2 separate regions of the Mus musculus genome follow, and region 1 is linked to region 2. Evidence: chromatin contacts called from public HiChIP or PLAC-seq data. All regions are on one chromosome and are shown on one strand. The core of a region is the stretch at or near the end of the contact, and the rest is flanking DNA. Distances in the headings are between cores, read along the strand shown. Region 1 holds the start of Parp10 (poly (ADP-ribose) polymerase family, member 10). Region 2 has its middle 28 kb from the start of Gm35087.

What was found. HiChIP or PLAC-seq counts read pairs in DNA pulled down with a chosen protein or histone mark.
Region 1: a contact with region 2 is called in an H3K27ac HiChIP or PLAC-seq map of embryonic stem cells, with 6 read pairs. The contact joins the promoter of Parp10 here to the enhancer-like site in region 2. A contact is called at or near these places in 5 of 39 promoter capture datasets (the 3T3-L1 cell line, the SN4741 cell line, liver and 2 more), 2 of 484 Hi-C or Micro-C datasets (the N1E-115 cell line and Sertoli cells), 3 of 115 datasets of contacts at active chromatin or transcription factors (embryonic stem cells and pancreatic cancer cells) and 2 of 9 other capture datasets (adipose tissue and pancreatic islet).

Annotation. Positions count from the first base shown.
Region 1 is chr15:76,240,136-76,246,901 of GRCm38.p6, forward strand. Parp10 (poly (ADP-ribose) polymerase family, member 10) reads right to left here and starts at 3,305. Exons shown (of 11, transcript NM_001163575.1): 1 at 3,212-3,305; 2 at 2,929-3,107; 3 at 2,597-2,851; 4 at 2,268-2,504; 5 at 1,523-2,187; 6 at 1,191-1,412; 7 at 1,021-1,093; 8 at 152-796; 9 at 1-47. The coding sequence starts at 3,100. It overlaps Grina (glutamate receptor, ionotropic, N-methyl D-aspartate-associated protein 1 (glutamate binding)), which reads left to right and starts at 6,672. Exons shown (of 7, transcript NM_023168.3): 1 at 6,672-6,765.
Region 2 is chr15:76,157,143-76,164,373 of GRCm38.p6, forward strand. No RefSeq gene overlaps it. Among named protein-coding and RNA genes, the nearest start is that of Gm35087, 28 kb to the left of the region's middle. Within about 2 kb of position 1,384, at least 61 of the 459 cell types and tissues checked have an H3K27ac peak or open chromatin away from gene starts, as enhancers often do. A contact at or near this core is called in the N1E-115 cell line, Sertoli cells, embryonic stem cells and 1 more, where this site is marked.

The DNA.
Region 1 (6,766 bases), core at 2,055-4,554, 85 kb after region 2:
CAGGGCCTCCAGTCTGCCCAAGGGTTCCTTCAGCCCCTGCTCAGACACTGACACACAGGAAGAAAGGACAGTGGGGGCCATGTCTCAAGCACTAGCTTAAAAGCTAACCCATTCCACCCCCACCACCCTCAAGTCCAAGGTACAGACTCACAGTTGGGTTTTGAAGCCTCCAAAGGAAAGGTCAAATTCTGGTCCCAGGGGTCAACAAGCAGAGCAGCTAAGTGGCGAGCCGCGCGGGCAGGCTGGACCCCAAAGCCACGGAGGACAACTCGGTCGCCACGGAGGGTAGCACTCACATCATGACACCTTTCCAGACGAGCCCCCAGCTCCGGGGGTAGCATGCGCCCTTGGAGACTCACTGTCTCCTCCCGAAGGTGTGCCTCCAAGGCATTGGATAAGGCCTGGTTCAATTCATCCACATCCTGCTCAAAGGATGTGTGCACCACCAGCTGGGCCTCGCCCCCAGTGTCCTCATCCAGGGCCTCTTCTGCTTCTAACAGGGAAAGGGCCATGGCTCGCCTTAGTGCATTAGCCTCCTGCTGATCTGCCACCTGGCTTTGAGACTCCAAGGACCGGTGGATAGCCAGTTGAAGTGTGGCTTCTTCTTCTAACTGCCCACGTGCCCCGGTGCTAAGGGCCACAGGCTCCTCCTCAGCCTCAAGTGTGGGGATTTCCTCCTGCTGCTCTACAACAGTCTCTCCTGGTCCTCCAGGTTTCTCCTTCTCCATCTCCAGAGGCACCCTGTCCTCCCCTCCATGTGGGCTCTCCAGGGTAGCCAGTAGCTCTCGGACGTCCTCTAAAGACAAAGGGAGGCCACTGGGTCAAAGGCTGGGCCCAGCCAGGAAGCTGATGATAAACAATAGGGTGAATTGGAATAGATATAAAAAGATGGAGATCATATCCGTGGGTACAAGGTAGGCCAAAAGGGCGTCACTGAACAAGTGATAGGGCAGGGCAGGGCAGGGAGGGGATTGTTAAGAAAAGACCGCAGGACGTACTCGGGCTCCCTAGGAGTCCTACCCAGTCTCAAGCTCTCCTGATCGATGCCTGTAATGTGGCCATGGAGGACTTGGAGGGCCTCAGTGGGATCTGTCTGTGGGAAGAGGATGTCAGGGTCACAGCAGAGGAGGAGACATCTAGGTCTGGCACGTGAAAAAAAAAAAAAGGACAAAGGTAGAACTCCATCTTACCCTTTCAGGGTCTATGTCCAGGGTGGCGCTGGCCAGATGTTCTGTCCCGAAGACACACTGGAACTGAGCCTCCAGTCTGTGAAGAAGGTGCTGCCCCTCCACACCCAGCAGGAACCTGGCACTGCCCGGGTGCTTCATGTTCAGCGTGTGACAGCTAATGCTGCCCAGCAGACTCTGAAGCAACTCTTGGGCTGCCTGGCAGGGGGCCCTGGCTCCACACAGCTGCGGGACCAGAAGGAGGGCAGCTTATGGGTTCAGAGCACAGGAAAGGTACCTGGGTCCCAGTAAGAGAAGAGGCAAAGTTGAGGGGATCCTGAGGGGGGGTCACTCACCCGAAAGCCAGTCACATCCGTTCCTTCAAGTGGGAAAAGGGCAACATCTTCTAGGCTGGCGAGGAGGTCCTCATAATAAAGCTGCAGGTAGCGCACAGCTCCTGGTTCCACTGACATCACCATTTCCACCAGGCCCTCTTGCTTCTGCATCTCCCCATACCCAGGGCTCTCCAGCCCAGTCTCTACAGACTCCATGGCTGTCCCCACTAGACCCATTAGCCCCTCTTGCCCTGTGGCAACTTCCCCCAGGCCCTCCTGCTCCTGAACACCCACTGAGTCTGAGGCCATGGGTCCTACTTGCTCTGGGAGCTCTGTAGAGCTCTCTACTGGATCGACTGGGCTTGTAGACCCCATACTCCCCTGGATCCTAATTGATCCCGAGTCAACTGGCAGGGCTTGTCCTGGAGCTCCTACAGGACCTGCCCTTAGAAGGGTTCCTAATTGTTGTGGTGCCTCCCCAGAGCCCACAGCCATGGTCAGAGCCCCGGCCAGTCCTCCAGTTCCTGTAGGCGCATGACCAATGACTCCAGATTCTTGAGTAGCTGAATGGTCCCTGCCACTGACGCCCTCAGCGAGCGCTTCTGGCTCTAAGACATCATAGTGAGGGACAAGGCTCAACTCAATGCCCTGTAGCCAGTGTTTCTGCTTCAGCACCCGTTCAGCCACTGGAGGGAGAGAGAAGACAGAAAGCACACTGAGTCTCTAGCGTAGAGGAAGGGTCCTCCTAATTTCAGACACCACTTACCCTGCCATTGCTGAAAGGAAATAACAGTGCCTAGCTGCCCAGGCAGGCTGCGCAGACCCTCCAGGGGTCCGCCACCACTGCGACGCTCATTTTCCAGGTAGAGCTCCAACAATAACAGGTCCACAGGAGAAGCACTGTCCACCACACGTACTGCTCGGGTCTGGGGCACCCAGGCCAAGGACACAGTGGCTCCATTCAGGGGCAGATTCCGGGCCTGTTCTGCCAGGGCACTGACCTCTGTGGGCAGTATATGAATCAACTCGGGCACCCTCCTTAACTAGAAGCTATGCCGCCCCCCCCACCAGCCCTGCCTCTCACGTGCCTCTTACCTGCCTCAGAAAGGGGCGTGGATAACTGGACCAGGGCACAGTCCTGCCGAGGACTGGCCAGGGCATGGCAAGTCTGCACGGGGTGTCCTGCAGCACCCAGCAAGGCCTGAACATGTTGCTCCAGACTCAGAGGTGAAGTGCCAGGTGGCAGGTGTTGGAGAAGCACACGTTCTGGGGCACGCGGTGGGGCTGGCCTCAGGCTCAGTCGGACACCATGTAGTCGGTGCTCTGCCTGGGCTAAGACCCTCTTTGCATCTGTGAGCAGAGATGAAAGTGTCAGAGATGGCAACGCTTCAGGGCACCCAGGCAACCTCTTGATTCAACCTCCTCACCTGCAGGATCTTGAAAGATGAGGACACCCCCACAGCCAAGTCTCTGCCAGCTCAATAGAAGTCCTCCACCCGAGCGACGGTGGTTTTCAAAGTACAGAGTAATGAGCTCATCTGGTATTTCTGGGGGCAGTCCCCGGAGCTCCAAGGCTGCCCCTGCCTCCACCTCTGCCATCAGAGTCCTGGGCGGCAACACATGGGAGGAGAAGAGGACCACTCACTTCCCCTGTCCAGTCCTCTCTCCCACGCTCTCAGCTGCTCCCCAGCACCCCATATTTACACTCACCCCTGCTGTCTCAGGCCAGTGTCTCAGGCCAGTCAGTTATGCCTGCTGTCCTTCCCAGGCAGAAGGCCTAAGGTAGGAAAACAAAAGTGAAACTGACTGGGGACAGGAAAGAGGGAGGAGCTAAGCCAGAGGCTGTAAGTAGTTCAGGAACTTCCTCTCCTGCTCTAGCCTTAATCCTCAGTCCACAAGGAACTTCTAAGGACCTTTCTGCCGAACCACCCACTAGCCTCTTAGCTAGTGGGGTAGACCAGATGTCTCCTAGACTTTCTCTTCTTCTTTGGCTTCTCTTTGTGGCTAATCACCCTTCCTATGGGATGCTTGAGATACAGTCACACTGTCAACCCCCCACCCCAAGAATCTCTAGGCTTCTGTGCCCTGGGTCCCAGACATGAGCAGCGCTGATCTTAGAGGCTGGCCCCTGGCTGGGTCCGGCTCTTAGAAACCGTCAAACCCAGAGGATAATCAGCCTTGCTTCTAAATGCTAAGGGTGAGCAGTTCCACCCTTCGCCCCCCAAAATCTCAAACCCAGAGACGAATTTTCTGGTCCCTGGGTCTCATATGATAGAGAACTGATTCCTGCAAGTTGTCTGTCTTCCATGTGTGTGCCACAGCATGGCGGGTGCACGCATAAACAAACAAAGGTGACTGTTTAAAAGCCTAATGCTCAGATCATAACACAGCTTTTCCCTTGTGATTCCCTTCAGCCCACATCTGCCTAGTCCTTCTTTCTATGCTCCTTGCTCATCACCATTGCCCGCGATGTAGCCACTGTGCTGACATGCCTTTCTGCTGTTCATCCTTCCACAGAAGGGGAGCCGGAATCACAGACAGGACCCAGAGGGCCTCGCCTCACACCTAAGCTTTGCCATTATTATTATTATTATTATTATTATTATTATTATTATTGATACCGGGTATCACTCGGTAGCCCAGACTGCCTGAAACTCAGTGTGCAGGCCGGACTGGTTTTGAACTAGAAAGGATTCTTCTGTCATTCTCAGTCCTGAATGGTGGAGATATAGGTGTGGACAAGCATGCCCAGATTGGAGGCTGTGCCTTGAGAAGTCACTTTCCTGTCCGCCCCCATAGCTTGCTTGTTTCTTTCATCTCCAGAGCTGCTGCTCTCTACCCACACCTTCCAGTCAGGCCAGCTCGACCTCTGCTGTTCTTCCAAAGGATCATGGGGTTTTGCCCAGTCTATATGTCTAACCCTGTAGTCCTTGAATCTCCATGACCTCCCCCACAATCGAGAGCCTCCAAGACTTCTTGAAGGACCATGCTACCCTTTTTCCTTCTCTGCCACCCCCACTGTGGCTCCTCCACAGAGGTGACAGGGGACCAGCGGCTGCTACAAATCCCAGGAGCCAATGACAGTGAAAGCTAAAGTCTAATTGTCCCCAGTTCCTATCCCTCTAATCCCTTTTCATACAACACACCTGGGTGTTTATTTGGCTCCAACCTCCCAGGTCTCAGCTCTTGCCTAAACCAGTATCCCTGGACCATCTCTAACTTCAAATGACCTAGCCTTCCCCACAGAGCCACATGGGGCTATCCCTTCTCCGTAATTTCCCTCACCCAGCCCTTAGTGAGATCTTTAACATGGAGCTAAAACCTTAAACGACCTCTGAGTTGTCCAAGCTCCTTCTGAGGCCCTATAGTCAACTTTGTGCTTGTTTTACTTTTATTAAAGGGCCCACTAATTATATGAGAGTCTGCTTCTACAAAAGCCTGTCTCATCTATTCTATGCTTTCTTCTTACAGGACTTAACCACCCTCTATCACACTGTACTTTACTTAGAGGGCTTGCCACAGGCGCAGATGCAAGAGAACAGTTCATGTCACTGCCATTGTTAAATCCTCAGGAATTTCTGTGAACTGGATGTAAAACCCTTACTGTCTTCTCTGCTAGTTAGTTTTAACATCAACTTGATACCTAGGATCATCTGGAAAGACAGCCTGAGAGTGGAATTGTCTAAAACATCTTGGTCGGTGGGCATGTCTAGGAGGGATTTTCTGGTTAACTGAGGGTGGGCTATCCACCCTGAATGTGTGTAGCACCATGTCTCTGGACTGTACATGAAAGCTAACCCAGAGCAGGCAAGCAAGCAGCATGGTTTCCTGTTCTTGGCTGTATATGTGAAATGTCTAGCACCTCGAGTCCTTGCCTTGACCTGACAGAAATTCCAGAACTGTGACCTGGAATCGTGAGCCACATGCAACCTTCTTCCCCGGTGCTGCTTTTTAAAAATCAGGGTGTTCTTTACAGCAACAGAACACATCTAGACTTTGTTGGTAAGCATGGCGGGCACGTTTAGCCCAGGAACATGTGCAGAAGCTATGGGCCAAGGACACATCTACACTAGGTCCAGCTGTTAAGCAGCACTATATGGATACAGGAGAGGACCCTTTCCCAAGCTTACTATACGGTCTCAGAGTGGCCATACACCAAGAACCAGGAGAGAACCGGATGTCCTCAAGACACTGAGGACCAGGAGACCACCCAAGGGAAAATTTCCTCAAGAAGCACTCCCCTTCCCTTCTCCCCGCCCCACCCCCCAGAAGTGAAGCAGGGAGTTGGCCTCACCCTCTATGTCCTGACAAGATTATTTTGAGGATCTGAGGTTAAGTGACAAGAGTATGGAGAGAATGGGACAATTAAACGATTAAGTCTCTTGATCTGGACTAGGTGTGGATAAAATGAATGTTGTGGCTTTTGTTGTTGTTTGTCAGGACAGGGTCTCACTATGCAGTGCTGGCTTGGCTGTCCTGGAACTCGCTCTGTAGATCAGGCTGGCCTCAAACTCAAGAGATCCACCCGCCTCTGCCTCAAGGCATGTGCCACTACCACCCAGCTGTGAATGCTGTGTCTTAAAGCAAGCAAGTGTCTGGGTGTCGTGGTTCGTGTTGTAAGTGTAGTTGGAAAGCTAAGGCAGGAGGACTGCCCCATGTCTGAGGTAAGCCTGTGTTGCATAGTGAGTTCCAAGCCAGCTGTGGTTACTGACTGAGACCTTGTCTCAAAATGAAAGGCCAAGAAGGACTCTCCAAGAGTCCTTGGAGGCTTCAGTAAATCCTGGATTTAGGAATCGATATTGAATTCATCAATAGAGAGCTACATAAGCTAAAGAGAGTCTTGCCTCCCGAAGTCGTTAGCACCCACGCCAGAACCCAACCATCTCTGATCAGAAAGCGCAGGGCTTCAGGACTCTGACTTAGGACGCCTACAGACAATAGCAGACTGCCTAGGCAAGCTGGACCAAGCAGTTTCTGTAGGCTCAGAAGCTCCGGGACAGGTGACAACATTCGCCTTACATCAAGGCCCCGCCCCGCCCCGCCCCGCCCAAGACCCCACCCCACCACAAGGCCCCGCCCCATCACAAGGCCCCGCCCCATCATAAGGCCCGCCCAGTCACAAGGCTCTTCTGCGTCTCCCCAGCGGCAGGCGCAGGCCCAAGCAATCCGGCCGCCCAGCGGGTGCAGGTGCGGACGCACCGGCCATCACCGCGCGCGGCTGCGCAGCGGGCACCGTAAGCACCGGTCTCTGGCTCCCGGGAGCGG
Region 2 (7,231 bases), core at 134-2,633:
ATTGACTTTGTAATGCATAGATTTAAGAGGCTGGGCTGAGGAATGTTCAAGTCCCATCTTGCAGGTGCTTTTCCACATGATAAAGCTTTTATTCTGAGTGAATAAGAACAAGAAACCCTGTCCTTTGAGGAGATGTCCACGGAGACGAGCCACTGGCTGAACGTCGTACACACCTTTCATCCCAACACTCCAGATGCAGAGGCAGGCAGATCTCTATGAGTTTGAAGTCAGCCTAGTCTACATAGTGAGTTCCAGGACACCAGAGCTATACAGCGAGGTAGACCCTGTCTTAAAACAAAACATCTAGCAATTGGCTCACACTCCAATGAGGCTCTATCTTAAATAAGACGCATCTTAAATTTGGTGTTCTCTCAGTCACGTTGGGTCCCTTTTATCCCAGGAGTTGGGGACCCTCAGGACACCCTGCTGTGTCAGACAGGGAGACAGAGTGGGGCTGGAGATAAGAGGTTCTTCTACCTCAGAACCTTCTGGAGTGGATAGCCGGATACCTCCCATTCCTATCGAGGTGTGCTGTTCATTTTTTTGAGACAGGGTTTCTCTGTGTAACCCTGGCTGTCCTGGAACTCACTCTGTAGACAGGCTGGCCTCGAACTCAGAAATCCGCCTGCCTCTGCCTCCCGAGTGCTGGGATTAAAGGCGTGCACTACCACGCCCGGCGAGGTGTGCTGTTCTTTACGCCATCTGCCTGGAGCCTACAAATGCAGCTGACTGTGGATAAGCTTCCATTGCTGTGGGATGGCCAGCCAGGGTCCCACAAGGCACCGAGAGATCAAGGTCATGCTGTCCATGCTGAGCCTGAGGAGGGCGAGCCCTCATGAACTCGCCTGCCAAGCGGGGTTGGAGTGGCACCTGTGCTCAGTCCTCCAAGGGTTGGGCTGGGCTGGTGCTCAGCAAACATGGGAAGCTGCCTCCTATCCACAGTGGACATGGGACATAGTTAGCCTCAGAGGGGGACAGAGGGCTCGGTGGCACACCAGCAGACCTGATCCATGGGCACTTGCCAGGGCACAGTACATCTTTCTGTAACACTGGATATCACCTTCCCTAACCGCCCAGAGAATACAGAAGCCCTGGAGTCAGATCATGAGGGAGACAGCCAGGGGCTCCCCAGAACTTCAGGCACCACATGTGCCCAGGTTGGGGCTAGTTGTTTTGTTTTGGGTTTTTGGCAATCGCGTTTGAAATATTAATGTGTCACCCGAGGCTTTTACAGAACCAGGAAAATAAACAGCAGATAAAACACCCTTGGAAACAGAGAAAGGAGAAAGGTACCCCACCCTGGCAGGGCTGGGCAGTTCCCATCTGTCTGATGTAACAATTACAAGTGTTGGCAGGTCAGGGACGCCACCCTCCCCCGGAGCTTGTCTCCCCTACCAAGGCTTTATAATACCCCTTTGTTTGAGCTCAGTTAGCTGCTTCCTGGCTTGACAGCCCTCTGTCCTTTCATTCTTTTAAAGGTTACTTTCCTATTTCTTACACAGGCATTCAACAAAGTCCAGAATCAGCTAGAAACTCTTTGTGCCCCTTAAAAAAAAAAAAATCATACAAGCATTCAAGTGTTCAGCTCTGATCCTGTGTTCTGATCAAAGGTTTTAGCTCTACTGTCTTTCATCAGAATCTCTGCTCAGTCCTGTGGGAACAGCTCACCTGCTGGAAGCCACCAGGCTACACAGGTTCTAGGAGTTCATTCCAGCTTTACCCCACAGCCCAGGAATGTGGCAAGTGCGGGCACATCTGAAGAATGTCTGTAAGACTTCTCTAAAGGAGACATGGCTGTACGAAAGCCAGCTCACAGGGGCTGTTCTCAAATATGGCTTTGTTCTGGGGTTTCTTCAGTTAGTTTTTTTCTCCTAACAAAAAAGTCACTTCGAACAAAACAATATCAAATGGTGTGTCATAGTTAGCAAAGGTCAAATACACATTTTCTTGGTACTGTCCATGGGAATAATGCCATTTTCAGAAATGTCCCCGTCCTACGCACCTACTGCATTCTAAAAAAAAAAAGTCAGGGGACTGGGACTGGAGAGAGGGCTCAGCAATCACTGAGCCCTGGACCCAGAAGACCGGGGTTCAATTCCGAGCACCTACATGGCAGCTCACAACTCTGTAACTCTAGTTTCTGGAGATCCATTTCTGGAGATCCAAAACCCTTACACAGACACACATGTGGGAAAAACACCAGTGCAATAATAATTAATAATAACAACAATAATAATGAATAAAATATTAGAAAGTCAACCTTTAATTTGCTACAATTTTTAGCATTGGATTCTCAAAATATTGAAGCCGGGTGTGGTGGTGCACGCCTTTAATCCCAGCACTCGGGAGGCAGAGGCAGGCGAATTTCTGAGTTCGAGGCCAGCCTGGTCTACAAAGTGAGTTCCAGGACAGCCAGGGCTACACAGAGAAACCCTGTCTCAGAAAAACCAAAAAAACCAAAAAACCAAAAACAACAACAACAACAACAAAAAAGAAGTAATCTAAGCAACTCAGGGATCATGATATCTAAGTATATACAAATATGTATAAAATGTCCTGTCCCATTAAAATAAGGTATATTTAATATACAATTTAATATACATGATCACACTACCTTTTGTTGTTGCTGCTGTGCTATCGCTATTGTTACCAAGCAAAGTCTCATGTGTCCAAGGCTGGTCTCAAACTCCCTATGTAGCTGAAGATAACAACTTCCTTCTTTCTCTTCTTTTCCTTTCTTTTCCTTTTCTTTCCTTTTCTTTTCTTTTCTTTTCTTTTCTTTTCTTTTCTTTTCTTTTCTTTTCTTTTCTTTTCTTTTCTTTTCTTTTCTTTTCTGCTTCCACTGCCCAAGTGTTAGGACTACAGATGTCTTCTACCACACCTGGCTGGTACCTTAATTGGGATCAACCCAGGGCTTCCTGAATGCAAGACCTCTCCCAACTGAGCCATATCTCCAGCCTCGTGTATTCTTTCTTTCCTTTTTTCTTTTTCTTTCTTTCTTTTTTTTTTAGGGGGTGGGGTTTCAAGAAAGGGTCTCACTATGTAGCCCTGGCTGTCCTGGATCTCACTATGTAGAATTAGCTGGCCTGAAAACTCAAAGAGATCCACCTAACCAGGTGCTGGGATTAAAGGCATTGGCAACGCCTGATCCCCATGAACGTTTTTCTTCTTCCTCTTCCTCTTCACCTTTTCTTCCTCCTCCCCCTCCTCCTCATCCGTTTTGATTTTTTGTTGTTGTTGTGTTGTTTTGATTTTGGTTTCGTCTTTTTTTTTCTAGACAGTTTCTTTGTGTAGCCCTGACTGTCCTGGAACAAGCTGTGATGACCAGACTGGCCTTGAACTCAGAGATCTGCCTGCCTCCTGAGTGCTAGAACTAAACGTAAGCACCACCATCACCCAGCTGAACTTTCTTAAAAGACAACAAAACTCTAATATCTTAACGCCAAGCTATTAGTGACCAAATTCAGCTAATTCATATTTACTTGTGTCACACACACAGCAAAGTTCAAGCAATAAAGACAATTCAAATACATTTAATTTCACTAAGCTTAACCTCCAGGTTGAACCCAGGGCCTTGAACATATCAGGTAAGTTCTTCCTTATCTTTCTTTCATTTTCTGAGACAGGGTCTTGCTAAATAGTCCAGGCAGGACTTGACTTTGAGATCTTCTTGCCTGGAACTCTCAAGTAACTGGAATTATCGGCCTGTGCCACTAGGTCTGGGTCAATTAAATATTCTTTTTCAAGCTGGGCAATGGTAGTGCACGCCTTTAATCTCAGCACTTGGGAGGCAGAGGCAGGCTGATCTCTGTGAATCTGAGGCCAGCTTGGTCTACAGAGTGAGTTCCAGGACAGAGAGGGCAACACACAGAGAAACCCTGTCTCAAAAAGCCAATCTTTCCTCAACATTGATTTTTGTGTATGCCCGTGGATGTATGTACACAGGCCATACCCACATCATGCACATCAGAGAACTATGTGTGAGAGTCTGTTCTCTCCTTCTGCCACATGGGCATTGAACTCAGGCTGTCAGTCTTAGCAGCAAGCACCTCCACCTGCTGAGTCATCTCACTGGCCCTTGATTAAATATTCTTATTTAGTAATTTCTCTGCCCAGTAGAAATTTGAAAAATAATTGTTTCCAAATAGGACAAAAGGTGATTTTTTTTCAACCTGCTGTCCTTAAAACTTATTTTTAGGGGCTGGCAAGATGCTTTAGTGGTTAAGAGCACTGGCTTCACTTCCTAGCATCTATGTGGTGGCTCTCTGTAACTCTGTAACTCTGTCCCAGGGAATCCGATGCCCTCTTCTTGCCTCTGCCGGGACCAGGCACAGACATGGTGCACAGACATGCATGCAAGCAAAATGTCTATGCACATAAAAGTAAGTCAAATCAAATACAAATAATTTTAAAACTTTATTTTTAAAACTCGATTTTGCCGGGCATAGTGGTATATGATCCCAGCACTTGGAAGACAGAGGCAGGTGGATCTCTGTGAGTTCAAGTCTAGCCTGGTCTGTATAGTGAATCCCAGGCCAGCCAGGGGGAAATAGTGAGACCCTGTCTCAAAAGAATAAAAATAAAGGTTTAAAAAAATCTATTTCAAGCAAATTCTAACATGGTGTTTTGAAACATCTTTAAAAGACCACTCAAATGTCTATAGAGTTATCATCAAAATAACCAATTGGATTTGAAGTTTCCATTTTTATTGTTTCCTGACAACCTCAGAGGTCCTTAGCTTCAGTACCAAAAGATGGTGCAAGGCCAGCTCTCAGGATTTGGGGGGAACTCTGTTCTTAATGGCATAAAGAGTTTTAGGTCTCTAAAATGTAGGATGGGTTTTTGTTTTGTTTTGTTTTGTTTTGTTTTGTTTTGTTTGGGGCTTTGGTTGGTTGGTTTTGGTTTTGTTGCTATTTTTAATGTTTAAATGTTTCCTTACATTTCAAAGCCAATTTAAAATTGGGGGATAAGTGTATTTTTTTAAACTTTGTGGGTGAAGATGGTTAAACAGTAGATTCATTTCCTAGATAAGAGACCAAGAAGCCTCATATGAAAAACCAATAACCCAACAGTGTGTGCCTCCAGGAGTAAGACACACTATGGAAGACCATGACCCAGGTACAGGTCACAGCACCAGAAGTCTCATTTTTATTTAGAAATCCAAATTTCACTCTAAAAAAAAAAATTACAACGAACAAACAAAAAACCCATAAACCTGGAGTGTTGACTGAAGTTGAGTGGATCCAACGCCCCATGGTAGGTTTTATTGTTTTAAAAATAGTTTTTGAGACAAGGTCTTACTCTGTAGCCCTGGCTGACCTCACACCAAGCGCCACACGAGTCATCCTTCTTTAGAAGACACTGTGTCCCTTGTCTGCTCTTTAGGTTCCTCAAAGCATGCTGGTGACACAGGCTGAATGAACAGTTTTGCCCTTGAGATGCAAATTCTTCTAACAGGTCCTTCCTGGTCTTGTAGCACAGCCTCGAATCAGTCATTCTGATAGATACAGTACAGAATCTTAAGAAAGCTCAGAGAAAGCCTGAAGGTGTGACTCATTTTCACACTCAAACTTGAAGCTCCGTGGCCATAAACTCCTCCTCCAAGAGAGCTCTGAAAACTTTAAGCCATCTTCTGGCTTTCAGCTTCTCAGTAGCCCTCAAAAGGGAGAGATTCTCCGGCTATCATTCCTTAAACCCTCTGTGCTGCCTCCTCGGGGACGGATCAATACCTCCAGGCTACCTGGCACATTCCTGAGAGGGTTGAACTCCGGCCCAAAGCTACACTCAAATGTTATCGCTAAAGGTTTTGGAGATAAGAAGGAAAAAGAACCTACAGTTCACTGGCTCATTACATCTGCTGGCTTCATTGTAGTCTTGGCCTCTGTCCACTTCCAGGGCCAGAAGGAAGCGTCTTTGTGACTGCTCGAGGCCACACAACAGCCTGGAGAAGAGGTGGTAGCCATGGGTTCCTGTGCCTCCCTGTGGTCTTTAAATATGCCGTGACGCACAAAGACTATAAAGCTAAGTGTGAAGTGTCTTTAATCCTTTCATGTTTGCCTGTACAAGTCCCATCTTTAATAACTATTGACTGGCCGCCTGGATCCCACAGACTCGTTCCCATTTTCCAAAGCTCCAAATATAGATGGAAACAAGCAGAAATTATGTTGTTTGTGCATGTGGACGTGGACAGGGATGTGTTTGTGTGGGTGGGGTTTTGTTTTCATTGTGTGTGTGTGTGGTTTTTTGTTTTTTTGTTTTTTTGTTTTTTTTTTTTTTTTACTTTAGACTGGGTCTTTCACTGTCTTGAAACTTACTGATTAGTCTAGACTGGCTGGCCAGCAAGCCCTGGGGGTCTGTCTCTACCTCCCCATGCTGGGATTAGAAGAGTAACTGCCGCACCTGTCCTTTACTGGGATTCTGGGGCTCCAACCCTGGCTCTAGAGCTCTCTCACCGAGCACATCACCAATGGAGCTGTCTGTGCAGCAATGACTGTCTCACACTGGAGAGTCTGAGAAGCAAATCCAGTCTATATTCGTTCTTTCCCCGATTGCGGATTTCTGTAGGCTTCAGCTACAAGTCTTATATCCCTTAAGAGACTTACTTATAAGGACTTTCTCCAGACTGTGGCTTCTCTTTCTATTTTCTTTGAATTTATTTTAAAGGACATTGTTTCTAATTTTGATGACGTTTGATTTAACAGCATTTTCCCTGGTGGGCTATACTCTCGGTGTTATATCTTGGAGATCATTGCCTAACCCAAAGTAGAGATTTTCTGTTTCCTCCGTATGTTCCATGGGTTTAGATTCTGACTGTGATCCAGCCTGAGACCCTTTGTGCATTGCACAAGACTCACTTTCTCAGCCAGGTGTGGTGGCACACACCTTTAGTCCCAACACTCAGGAGGCAGAGGCAGAATTTCTGAGTTTGAGGCCTGCCTGGTCTACAGAGTGAGTTCCAGGACAGCCAGGACTACACAGAGAAACCCTGTCTCGAAAAAACCAAAAAAAAGGACTCACTTTCTCTCCTTCCTTTCTTCCTTTCTTTCTTTTCTTCGTTCTTTCTTCCTTTTCTTTTCTTTCTTTTTCTTTGCATATCCAGTCACCACAGCCTGTTTGCTGAAATGGTCACCATCAATGCTGTATACCCTCATTCAGAGCCAAACGAATGTGATGCATAGTCTGTCCCCAACCACCTTATGTTAGAGCCAGCACTCACCTCCCTGTCTCCATT